Regions from separate parts of the Mus musculus genome. Here all the other regions are linked to region 1. The links are chromatin contacts, called in public HiCAR-type and promoter capture Hi-C maps. All regions are on one chromosome and are shown on one strand. The core of a region is the stretch at or near the end of the contact, and the rest is flanking DNA. Distances in the headings are between cores, read along the strand shown.

Region 1 (4,149 bases), core at 1,212-3,711:
ACCTGTCTCTTGGCGGCTGCTTTCGATTTCGATTATTTCTGGGCAGGTGGACTGGAACCATTCTACCTCTGCGCTCTGTGAGTTGGCAATGTTATGTTATTTTTGCCCTGCTCTGCTCTTCTCGCGAGAACAGTGATTTGGTTGACTGGTGTGGAGCTGGAGAACAGCATGTGGTGAGTGCCTGCCGCATCCTGGAGACTGAGGCGAGGAGCACTGGGAGTGGGAGAGCAGCATGAGCCATGCCCCCAGTACCTGTTTCTAAACAAGTAACTATAAACAAACGAATAAATAAATAAATAAAATAATATACATAAATAAGTAAATATAAATAAATAGAATAATATATAATATACATAAATAAGTAAATATTTATAAATAAGAGAGGAACCATTTTTTTTGAGACATTTGCTATTTAGCTCAGGCAGTCTCTGAACTCACTATGTAGCCCAGGCTACTCAAATTCACGGTCGTTCTACCTCAGTCTCCCAGTCCCAAGATGACAGGCCTGAGAGTCGTGTCTTTTTCATATTGTCCATCCCCTTTGTGACTGCTCTTCCTTTTATTGCCCAGACAGAGCATAATTCCTTTTCACCAACAGGATTGACAGCCTGGAGCAAGAATTCATTTCCCTCGGTGTTCTTTAAAGGGGGGAGGGGTACCCATAAGCTTCTATTTGGATAGAGCATCCAGCAGGGCCACTTGTCAATGTGGCTTTCTTATGACCTCTGTGTTCACTCCAGGGACCAGGGTTTTTAGCTGTGTGCCCCTCTAAGGCAAGAGCTGAAACAATTAGCTTCTTTCGTGTTCCAGCCTACAGCAGCCAGAACTCATGGCTCTGAATAAAAAGACTCGGTCCTTAATTTCTCCTCAAGCCACTAGGGGTCGCCTTCATCTCAGAGAAAGATTGTCCTCAGCCTGCAAGCTCTCAGTCTCTGCTGGGGAGCCTTTGGCTTCTTGGCACTGTGATTTCTGGAGAAGTGGCTTCAAGTGGGAGAGAAACTGGCTGTCGGCATGGAGGAGAATGTGTTTATGTGCATGTCCTTTTTGATAATTTGAGAACTCCCCAAGGTGCCATAGCTGTTCCCTTTGCAATGATGTCATCTCTCACAAGCTGTTCTTCCAGATGGGGTCAGCACTCCAGATAAGGGGTACCTGGATGAACTTTCTAGCCTGGAATTTTAGGAGTGAGGTGGATCCCTAGGTGGGGGTACAATGAACTTTAATTGCTGAGGCCTGTTAGGCTTAGTCAGTCCATAAGCTCCCACCAAGTGTGGCTCAGGAAGACAAAAGGACAAGGCCCTGGGAACAGATGGCTGATGGATCCAATAGGCATAAGAGCAGAACGACCGTGGAGACAGAAACAGAGTGGAGAGTTGAGTCCCCAGGAAGAGGAGGACTCGTGGACTCCATAAAGATCCGAGAAGAATGGAGTCCTTTGGTGCCATGAGGGTCTGACTTCCTCCTGCCTGAGGAAAAGCACTCTGGCGTTGAGGAGATGGGTAGAGTTTTCCCTACCCAGGAATAAATGGATACCCAGTGATTGGGGATTTCTGACAGTTTCCTGGAGACTGGAGCATCTGCGGAAATCTGATTGAGTGAATGGACTCTAAGAAAAGTGGGGTGTCAAGGGAAGAAGGCAGGCATGAGTGAGATGGGAGCAGTCCTGTGCACAAGGGGCTTGGGGGAAGCAGAGGAAGGCCCTTACAGTATGGGGACGCCCATGAACCTCGCTGGCCTAGAGGCCCGGGGTGCTGAGCCCCTGGGGCGCTCACCGGGTGGTTTGGGGACTGGGAGGTCCCTGGGCGCCAGGCAGGGGTGGGGGTGGCAGCAGCAGCCGGAGGGTGGGGCCGGGCGGGGAGGGGAGGGGGAGGGGCGGGGTCGGGCGGCCTGCCGGGGAAGTCACACTCGGCCGCCGCCGCGGGCGCAGCGAGCGGAGACGCGCCGGGCCGAGGCGACCTGACCTGGACGAGCGAGCGGCGCGCGCGGGGGCCCAGGCGGGGGGCGGGAGGCAGCGGCGGGCAGCGCAGGCCGCCGGGCCCGGGAGAAGCGGAGCGGAGAGGAGCGGGGGACACGGGCGGGGCCGCCGCAGCTCCGGATGGGACCAGCGCCCGGGCCCGTTAGTCCAGGCAGGAGCTTCGGGAGAAGCCGTCACTGGGAGAGTCACCCCTGCCTTTCCCTCCCCTCTGGCCCAGGCCTCGCTTCGCTCCCTGCCTGCCCATGTCCCAGTCCTTCCGCGGCGGGCGCCCTCCCACCTCAGCCCGGGGCTCTGGCTTCTCGCAGCTCTTTGCTCTCCCGGCCCGATCAGCTGTGAGGTGTCCCCGGGCCGTTTCTTTGTGCCAGCCTCCCCCAAGTCCCTACCCCATCCCAGGCTCAGATTCCTCCCTTCTCGGCTTGGAATTGTCAGGCTACTTCACCTCTCACTGTCCTCATCCCGGTCGCAGGCCCCCTTGGTCTCTTCTTCCTTCTGCCACCCTATCCTTAGTCCCTGGACCTGGCTGTGGGCTGGTAGCCCACTCCTTCCCGACCCAGGTTTCCCCCCATCCTCTTCTTGCGTGGTCCCCAGCACTTTCTGTATCCGGGCCGACTAAGCTTGCCCCCACTTCTCTTCCTGGCCCTCTTCCCCAGGCTCCAGGCTGGGTGGCGCTTGTGCCTGCCCAGTAGGCCAGAGCGGCCCCTGGTTCGGGGGACCGTGGGTCAGCTGCTCTATCCCCATGGCACTGCCATCCCTGCTGCTGGTGGTGGCAGCCCTGGCAGGTGGGGTGCGTCCTCCGGGGGCACGGAACCTGACGCTGGCGGTGGTGCTGCCAGAACACAACCTGAGCTATGCCTGGGCCTGGCCACGGGTGGGTCCTGCTGTGGCACTGGCTGTGGAGGCACTGGGCCGGGCACTGCCCGTGGACCTGCGGTTTGTCAGCTCCGAACTAGACGGCGCCTGCTCTGAGTACCTGGCACCACTGCGCGCTGTGGACCTCAAGCTGTACCATGACCCCGACCTTCTGTTGGGCCCCGGTTGTGTGTACCCCGCTGCCTCTGTGGCTCGCTTTGCCTCACACTGGCGCCTTCCCCTCCTGACTGCGGGGGCAGTGGCCTCTGGCTTTGCAGCTAAGAATGAGCATTATCGTACCCTGGTTCGCACTGGCCCCTCTGCGCCCAAGCTGGGTGAGTTTGTAGTGACATTGCACGGGCACTTCAATTGGACAGCTCGGGCTGCTTTGCTGTATCTGGATGCTCGCACAGATGACCGGCCCCACTACTTCACCATCGAGGGCGTCTTTGAGGCCCTGCAGGGCAGCAACCTCAGTGTGCAGCACCAGGTGTATGCCCGAGAGCCAGGTGGCCCTGAGCAAGCCACCCACTTCATCAGAGCCAACGGGCGCAGTAAGTGTGGCCCGGGCTGTTTTAGAAACAGGGGAGGTGGGCCGCTATGTCCCTGGAGCAGTGCAACACAGAGAAATAGGCAGAGATAGGAAGGGGAGAGTTCTATGTGATGGTTGGGATGGAGGAACTTTTGAGGACAGAGCTCCTGAGAGAACCTGGCATCAGTCAGAGGTCAGCAAGGCTGAGCCTGGGGCTGGGGTTTGAGTAGTGGATGTGGGTGATGTCTGATCTGAAATGTGCACCTGTCTGTGAGCAGAGACCCCTTAGATTGGAACACAAAGCCTCTTGGTAGCATAGAGATGACTCTATGGGTTCAGGTTTGATTGGGAAAGCAGGTAAGGCTCACACAAAAATTGTGAGCACAAGTGCTTGTGAGCCTAGGGAGAGGTAGGCAGGAGGGGACGTGGGGGCTGTGAAGTCTAGCAAACACAGCTTTGGGGGAAGGAGGGGCTTGGGTCATCACGCCAGTCTCTGGGGTCTGGAGTTGGGCTCTGACTTGGACCAGATGGTCCATGTGGCCCCAGGGCACTTGCGACATGAGCTCTAAGGGGAGGGATGGGAACATCTGTTGGGTGGTCGATGGGTAGGGCACTCTCTTGTAATGGGATGACTCAGAGAGGAGGGGGGACCTGGATGCTGTCTCAGGGTGCCCTTCTGTCCTGTGCACTCCCAGTTGTGTATATCTGCGGCCCCCTGGAAATGCTGCATGAGATCCTGCTTCAGGCCCAGAGGGAGAACCTGACCAATGGGGACTATGTCTTCTTTTACCTT
Region 2 (4,149 bases), core at 881-3,380, 2.8 Mb after region 1:
GGAGGTGTTTAGTTAAAGCTAAACAGAAGAGAGACGTCATAATTAAAACAAGCAGTATTAAAACATGTTCCGTCAGTGAATCACAAATTCCTAATGGTGTCCAAGTATGCAAACAATCAAATGCACAAATTGAATATGGGAATCCATACATAATCCATATATATAGACGAGGGTGGTATAGCTGACAAACCTCAAAGCTGCCTTCATTTGTCACACTCTCTCAGGGCCCGAGCTGCCACTTCTAACCAGAAAACGACTTACCAAACATGAGAAAACTCTTCTAGGCCCATCAAGGAATGCTCAGGGTTATTAAAGATGTTCTTTCTGATCTTCAAACAGGCTCTGGAGTGGCTACAGATGGATGGCTGCCTTGGAGTGCCAATCTTGGCTGGGAAACATGATTCCAAGTACCCTATTGGCTCAGTTAAAAGATTCCCTATGGAAGAAAACTGGATGAGAATCATTACTCAAAGGGTCCAAGAGGTAAGAAAACATGTTTTCCTCTCAGTATTGACTTCATAGTTCTAAAATCTAGGTACAACACAACTATTAAAATCATGTTTAAATAAAGTCCTGCTATGTAACTCATGCCAGCCTCAAACGTATACACCTCCAGCATTAGCCCCATCCCCTAACTGCTGGGATCACAACTGTGCACCAGCATACCCACCTCAATTTTTACTTATAGTCATAAAAATTCATAAATTATATTAATACATGTGTTGATTGTATATTATGCAGTATAAACTATAATTTATAATTATTTCTTTTTATGTTCTTTATAGGGACACTCCAGATCTCCATTTTATTTAATTTGCATCAAACCTATCTATCCTATTATATCTTATTAGCACAACCAGTAAGATCTAGCACTAACTCTCACAATATGTTTCCTTGCTTTTTGCTTATACAAACTCTTTTTACTGTTGTGATGTATTAGACCTATTTTAAATCCTTGGGAGACAGAGGCAGGCAGATCCCTGAGTTGGAGGTAAGCCAGAGCTACGAACACACAATTTTTTTTTTTTTAAAGTCTTTAGGTGTAGCTCAGGTATACCCAGAACCCTTCCTGCCACAAGAAGAGGGCAGCACAAAGTGGAGATTCTTAGAGGTTCTAATTCATTACCTCAAAGCTCTAAACCAACAAGAGGACAGCCTGGTCTACAGAGTGAGCACAGGCCAGCCGGGGCTTCACAGAAAAATCCTGTCTCCAGGGTAGGAGTGTGGAGACAAAAATACTCTTATACAGAGGGGGGAAAAGAATATATATATATATATATATATATATATATATATATATATATATATACATACATACACATATAGTATGTATGTAAGTTAAAGCATAATACACCTGCCAGCCACTCCAAAGACCTCAGTGCCACTTCTTGCATCTCTGTCGACTGCTTCCAGGAGCTGCAATCTGATCTTTATCATCGTTTACTTCCTTTCAGAAAGAGATCTTATCATATGTACTTTCGAGCCTAAACAATACATTTTGAATTCTATAAAAGCTGACACCACCCTGTAAATTATCTATATAAACTGCCTTTCTCTCTCCATCTATATTGTGTGCGCTTCTGACAACTTTGACGTTTTCTCCAAGAATATTTACAATTACTACTGTATAGTTTTTGTTTGTTTGGGGGTTTTGTTTTTAAATCCTCATCCATGTACTGGTGGGAAAAGATTAAAGGCGAAGAAACTTGGACCAAATGAGGGCATCAGTCACACACATCCCACCTTCCTGTAACCCCCTACGGAAAAAGACCACACTACACACGTGGCCGACGCAGCTACTGTACTGAAACTAAGCCCAGACCACACCCCGTGTACCAAGATCCTAATACGTCACTCCCGTTAGCCTTAGCATGTCACGTGGTCGTCGAGACACGTGACCCTTACTTTGGCGGCAAGGACAAGAATGTACGTCAGGTGGCTCGCGTTCTTCTGGCCAGGGAAGCGGGCCGCCTAGCTTAGGGTGCGGCGCCACCTTTTTCCATAACGTTACCTGCCTCCAGGGCCGGCTGAACGCACCCACATGGGGCCGCCGTAGCACACGAGCCCTGCTTCTCCAAGCCGCGCATGGTTACAGGCCGCTGAGTCGTCCGCGCGCCCAACGCTGATTTCCGCTTCCGCGCGTTAGGCTTTGGCGCCTGCGCAGTTGTCGCTAGGTGCCGGGTCTTGGAGAACGCGCTCAATGGCGGCCGAGCTGCCGCGTGGAGGGTGGGTTCCCGGACGCCGTGAGGCCCATCATTCACCCACCACGCGGCGATGGCGGCCTCGCGACAGCCTGCACCATACCCTCCGAAGGTGGGACATGTGGATAAAGATGTACACGCAAAGATACCCTTGAATTATAAGCGGCCTCGGTGACCAAAAATAACCTTGAGTTTAAAGGGAAAGGATGTGAATGTCCATCTATGATCACATAGCAAAAGAACTGGAGTTTGGGACTTTTTTTTTTCCATTTATTGTGTGCGCGGGAGCATGTCAAAGTCAAATGACAAAATGCCGGAGCCGATACTCCTCATGGCCGCGTAGCTCCCAGGATCAAAGTCAGGTCGTGTTAGCCGGTTCCTTTACTCGCTGAGCCAACTAGCGGCCCAAGAGCTGGACGTTAAATGTTTAAAATTTCCCTTGGACGTGGGCATACGTGTTATATTTATCACTCCCCTCCACTTTTTAAGTAATAACTATTTGTCGGAAAAGGGCAAGAAAATCAAGAATGGTAGGTGTTACAAGCAAGCTAGGCTAGAAGTTATTAAGTGAGAACGTTTGTGCTCCAAACCACTGGAACCGAAATAAGGATGAAGAGCCAGCAAAAACCGTATTTTCTCTCCCTGCTCCAATTGCCTGCTCTTTAGCCACTTGTAAGATTCTTTAACCGCCCCTCCCCCCCAAAAAAAGATTCTTTAACCCAAACTCTTTGCATACATGATTATGTTTGGGGATTTCAAAATCTTGTTGGTTTCGAAGAGAGGGGGGAATCCACCTGACATTACCTGTAATATAAAATATTAAAAAATGCGAATCCACGGATTAAAGGCTTAACCGTGAAAAGCTGTTTCCAAGTGTTTGTTGTCACTGACTAAACAAGTCCCTAGTAGGAAATAATCAGTATTAGGAGACAGGTTTTTGAGAGAAAGTTGTGAATTCTTAAGTTAAAACTGATACTGTGCCCTCTGTCAGTTTTGTCCATGAAATTTCCAAAAGTTTTTTACCCCCCTTTTTCTTGTAGAAGATAGAGTTGTTGTCTAGCTGGAGAAACAAGTTTGTGTGCCTTTGGGCAACACGTACACGCTGTAAAAATGGGCTAAGCTGCAGTTGCCACTAGTCGGCGCTGTTAATAAGACAGTCAAAAGTGAAAGGGGCTTGCCCTCCATCAAGATCTGCCACTCACTGCGTCTAATTCCCAACTCTGCCAACCACTGAGACTCAAAACCAAGTAGACTTGGAGATACTAGACCTAGGAATCTGTCATTAAAAATAGCGGAGCAAAAGGAGCTGGAGCGATGGCTCAGCAGTTCAAAGCACCAGCCAAGTTTCCAGAGGATTCAGGTTTGATTCTCAGTACCCACGTAGTAGCTCGCAACTTATGGTAACTCCACTTCCAGGGGATCTGATGCCTCTTCTGACCTCCACAGGCACCTACACACACATTTAAAAGCTGGGCCTGATGGCTCATGTTATAATCCCAGCACTGGGGAGACAGAGGCAGGCAGATCTCCGAGTTGGAGGTAAGCCAGAGCTACGAACACACAATTTTTTTTTTTTTAAAGTCTTTAGGTGTAGCTCAGGTATACCCAGAACCCTTCCTGCCACAAGAAGAGGGCAGCACAAAGTGGAGATTCTTAGAGGTTCTAATTCATTACCTCAAAGCTCTAAACCAACAAGAAAAAAGGAATAATTTGATTCGCTCTGGAGTCTAGATATGAATAGTAAGAAAATAATGAATTTATAGGGAATGGTAAAAGAAAATGAATGGTGGAGATGGTTCAGTGGGTAAGGAAGGCACTTGCCATGCAAGTAAGGGACTAGACTTTGGGTGCTCAGCCACCATGTAAATGCTGAGTGGGTGTAGCGACCTGCAGGAGGGAAGAACAGGTAAGCCCTGGAACAAGCTGGCTAGTTAGACTACCCCAAGTA
Region 3 (4,149 bases), core at 621-3,120, 2.1 Mb before region 1:
AGTTCTAACTCAGCCCAAGGGCCTTCTTTACATCCACAGAACCAACTGTTCCCTGGAGATTTTCCGGTTCCCAAAGAATCCGGCAGTGACATCAAGGTAGGGAAAAGTCCTGCAGCATCTCTCAGTTTAACACTGTACAAAGCCCATCTGTTTCAGCGTCACAAACCGTAGAAGACACTTGTCTCCAGCTGCACGGCAATTGATTATCCAGCAAACGGAGATTGTCATACTTCCCACTGTGGTTCACCTTGGCTACTGTAACAGGCGGGTTCCTTACCTAGGAAACCACAAAGCCTACCTGTCAGTTTGGGAGCCGAAGGCCCAAGGGAAGAAGCTATTCTGGGCCACCCTGACTAACACAGAGGGAAGAGACGTGGGGAGCCCTCAAGCTTCAGGAGTTGGAGAGCACAGGTTGGCTCCAGCAGAGAGCAAGGCATCCATTACCTATTGGTTCCTGGCCTATCACGCCTCGTTTTAGATCTTACTAGCACAGGCCCCAAGGTGGGTTAAGCAATGAACATGGCCTCTACATTCTTTCCTCTCTATTCTCTAGGCCAGCTGGCTAGGCCTCTGACTTTCCTACCCATATGCTGACAGCAATGACAGTCAGGTAGCCTCAGGGCAATGGCCAGGAGGCACCTTCTTCTTTAGGCCATGCCTCCATAAACTGGCATCGCCCTCCCCCTTCCATCCCCTCGGCGCCGGCATCGATGACATCATTCCTGCCTGACTCCAGGACCACGGACCGGAGGCAGGATCCCCGCCCAGCAAAGACTCCAAACACGTAGGCCTAAGATGATAGGGGCTCTTCCGAATTCCGAACCGGTCGGCACGGCCCACTTCAGCACAGCTCCACCTCTTATCCTGGAGATACCTTCCCATGGACACCCTTGAGTCTCCATCTCGCCACCGCAAACTCTTCCCCTTCCCGATGCCCCCAGATCGAAATGGGGCTCCTCTCTCGAGAGGAAGGAAATTCCCAGGTTCTGCAATGAACCTCTGCCCCCATCAAGGCCTGGTTCCTGCTCAGCTTTGCTATATTTATCTAAAGGACCGGCGGGCAGGCCTCTCCTTTTCTAAAGGCCTATTTCCTTTCCTCCTTAGACTGATCTGCTGGCCTCCTCCCTCGCCCTGAGCATCACAGGCCTCGGGGAGCTAAACGCCTTTCTCATCCGACCCCCCGGGCTTGCTGCCAAAGATGCTCTGTGACATCCTCCTAAATTGCCCTCCACTAGAGGTGTGCACTAGAGTGCCTCCCTTGGTCCTATCCGACGGCGTTCTGCATCTGCTGACCGTGCCCTCCGCCCTTTCAGGTCCTTCGCTCGCACCGCTGGTAATCTCCCACGGTTTTCTCGCTCTGCAAATCTCCCTCCCCCGGCAAAGCGTTTTCAGGACTCCCTCTACCTTATCAGATGGCGCCCCCTCGCACAATCCCCACGGCCTAGTTCCTTCCCTCCCCTCCAGCGGCGCCCCTCCCGGCCCTGGCCTCTCCGCCGCCCGCCCCCTCACCAGCGGCTGCATCTCCGAGTGCGCGGTGGGCACCTGGAACCGGTCGATCTCCTCCATCATGGTGCCGGCGGGCGAGCGGGCCAGGGGCCGGGCGCGGCCAGGGACGCCGATGGGACCGCGCGGGGCGGCGGCCCCAGAAGCCCGGCAGATTATGCAGACTAGGCCGCCCTGGACCGGTCGGGCGGATAGGCGGATGGAAGGATGGATAGGCGGCGAGAGGCTCGCGGGATGACTGAGACCGGCGTAGCTCCGTGGGGTTGCCTAGAGCTACCGCGGCAGTAGCCCCGCGGAGCCGCAGGTCTTGCCTCGCCTCCTCCTCCGCCGCCGCCTCCTGTCAGCAGCTCAGCCACTGCGGTGACTCTGCAACTCCACTTCCGGGTCCGGGACACCGCCCGGATCCTGCATTATTCATGAGAAGGCGGTGTCTGGGTGCCCCAGCCCTTCCCACTTGCGGGAGCTCCTTGCGCGGAGGGCGGACTTATCTTTCTCTGCGGAGGCGGGGCTTAGCGGGGCCAGAGGATCCCTGCGCGCCCAAGTTCCGCCTCCTCCCCGTGTCCGGAGGGGGCGCTAGGTGCGCCTGCGCACCCGGTGCCTGTCGGTTGCTGGGTAACCGCGTCAGGGAGGAGCTGATGCTGTTCTACAAGGGCGCGAGGACCCACAACGTCAGCTGTCCCCGAAGAACCCTGGTGACTGGGAATTGAAGTGGAAGAGAGTCTGCACTTCCTGTGTGTGGTCAAGAAGGAGAAACTACTCCCCAGGAGAGGAAGCGTTTTGTAGGTTTTTCAGGGTGTGAGGTGCTTTCTATTCTTGCGGCAATGCCCTCGAAACAGATTCGTAAGCAGGTAATGTCTTACTGTGGCCTGCTGTCTTCTGAAGACCTCTGACCTTAACCGCCAGTTATTTCCTGTTGACCTCCAACCTCTCTTTCTTGTGACTCCTGGTTTGTGTTCCCACTGACCTGATTCTCCTGTTCTTTCTCACAAATCCTGCCCTCCTCTCCCAAATTTTCCTGAACCCACAGTCATTTTACTTTTAACCGAATCTGGTTTTTTCTTATTACTTCCATCTCTTCACAGACCCATCTTGTCTTGTCTTCGCCCTTAATCTCCCAACACTCCACTGAGTCCCTTCCTCATTCCCCTCTCATTCTTGTCCCAGTGGATTTTTTTATTCAACACTGCAGCATGGTCACTGCAGAGCTAAGTAAGTGGGGACATTTGCCATGTGGGAACTCAGAGAGGGGGCATGAGAACTGCACAGGAGACACGGAATAGAACAGATCGTGTGCAGGAATTTGGAGCAAGAAGTCAGAGAGGAAGAAAAAAAGACCCTTTTTCTAACCATGTTCCCTGCCCTCCAACACAAGTTTCCTTCTTATAAGACCCTCATTCACTTAGCCTTGTGAACGTTATGTTTCTGTCACCTGGCAATATGTTATCCCTTCTCACAGGAGAGTTGAATTACTCCCCAAATCACCACACATGATAAGCTAGTCTCAGGTTCTCAAGGAGCATTCTGCGATATAAAAGAATGACTCTTTCTGTCCTATAGAAATTGCTTTTATTTCCTAACGTCTAGCAGAGCATCTACTTTAAAAACAAACAAACAAACAAACAAACAAACAAAATGCTTTTCTATACTTAAGCCTAGGTATATTGAGGTTTGGAGAGCAAATCTGTGCCCATGATATCTAAGACTTCACATATTTTGGTAGAGGTTCTTGTATATCAACTTTGTGCCTTCTGCTTCTTTGACACGTGTCATCTACAGCTGAAGAACCGATCAGTCTTAGAGCTCTGTAGGCATTGAGAGGCTGTCTCTCCTTGTATTTATTGGTCATGCCCTGGTTTTATGTTGAGGCGGAATTGTGATTTGAAACTCTTGTTCTGTGCTCAAGGCAGCAGACCCTTAATTTATAGGCAGTTTGTTTTAAGTTGACATTACCAAGGTCAAGCTAGTTAGATATAATAAAACAGACCCTTTTGTATGCTTCAGGTTTTGATAGAATTGTTATGCGAATACAATGAAAACATAGAATATGTCCTCAATTACAAGAAATTCCCTGTGCCTTAGTCCAGTTGAGGTCTCCCTCCCTCCTGCCCCCTCAGCACTGGTCTGCTTTCTCTCACCACAGATGATTTGCTTTCCTGGCAGGTTATAGTTTAAACAGAATGAGTTTCTCCAGTCTCCTCAGGCGAAACACCAGTGACAGCTACATTGAAAGCAGAAAGAGGTGACAACAGAGAGGAAGGCGAGAAAACCTAGGCCAATGGGCCCGGCACATCTGCTGGAGGGAAGGGGTATTTTAGTACAATATAAATACTAGTGTGTTGTAAGGAAAGGCTAGGTTGTGCTTATCATGGTCTTGTCTCCCTGAGATTCAATTTAGATCAATACTAAGCACTAAAGTGTGGGATAAGCGGGGCATGCTTGCGACATTGTCTCTGTCTTCCTTTATAACAGAGCAGAAGTGTGAAGGCCTTACTCCTGGGGCTGAAGGGCAGAAAGGCATGCATGTGGGGGCAGTAGAGAGGCGTCGGAGAGGAAGGAGGACAGTGGGACTTAGAAGCTCATCCTGGTAAGGAAAGGAAAGGAAAGGAAAGGAAAGGAAAGGAAAGGAAAGGAAAGGAAAGGAAAGGA

The links. Promoter capture Hi-C pulls out the DNA fragments that hold promoters and counts their contacts. HiCAR-type assays count read pairs that join an accessible place to other places.
Region 2: a HiCAR-type map of astrocytes shows a contact between it and region 1, with 4 times the contacts expected there. The contact joins the promoter of Trmo here to the promoter of Npr2 in region 1.
Region 3: a contact with region 1 is called in a promoter capture Hi-C map of liver, with 2.5 times the contacts expected there. The contact joins the promoter of Fam219a here to the promoter of Npr2 in region 1.

What each region holds. Positions count from the first base shown.
Region 1 is chr4:43,629,474-43,633,622 of GRCm38.p6, forward strand. Npr2 (natriuretic peptide receptor 2) reads left to right here and starts at 2,462. Exons shown (of 22, transcript NM_173788.4): 1 at 2,462-3,378; 2 at 4,052-4,149. The coding sequence starts at 2,712.
Region 2 is chr4:46,387,307-46,391,455 of GRCm38.p6, forward strand. It overlaps Trmo (tRNA methyltransferase O), which reads right to left and starts at 2,131. Exons shown (of 5, transcript NM_001347095.1): 1 at 2,012-2,131; 2 at 262-436. The coding sequence starts at 2,087.
Region 3 is chr4:41,567,668-41,571,816 of GRCm38.p6, forward strand. Fam219a (family with sequence similarity 219, member A) reads right to left here and starts at 1,871. Exons shown (of 6, transcript NM_001159583.2): 1 at 1,510-1,871. The coding sequence starts at 1,569. It overlaps Dnaic1 (dynein, axonemal, intermediate chain 1), which reads left to right and starts at 2,127. Exons shown (of 20, transcript NM_175138.4): 1 at 2,127-2,351. The coding sequence starts at 2,325.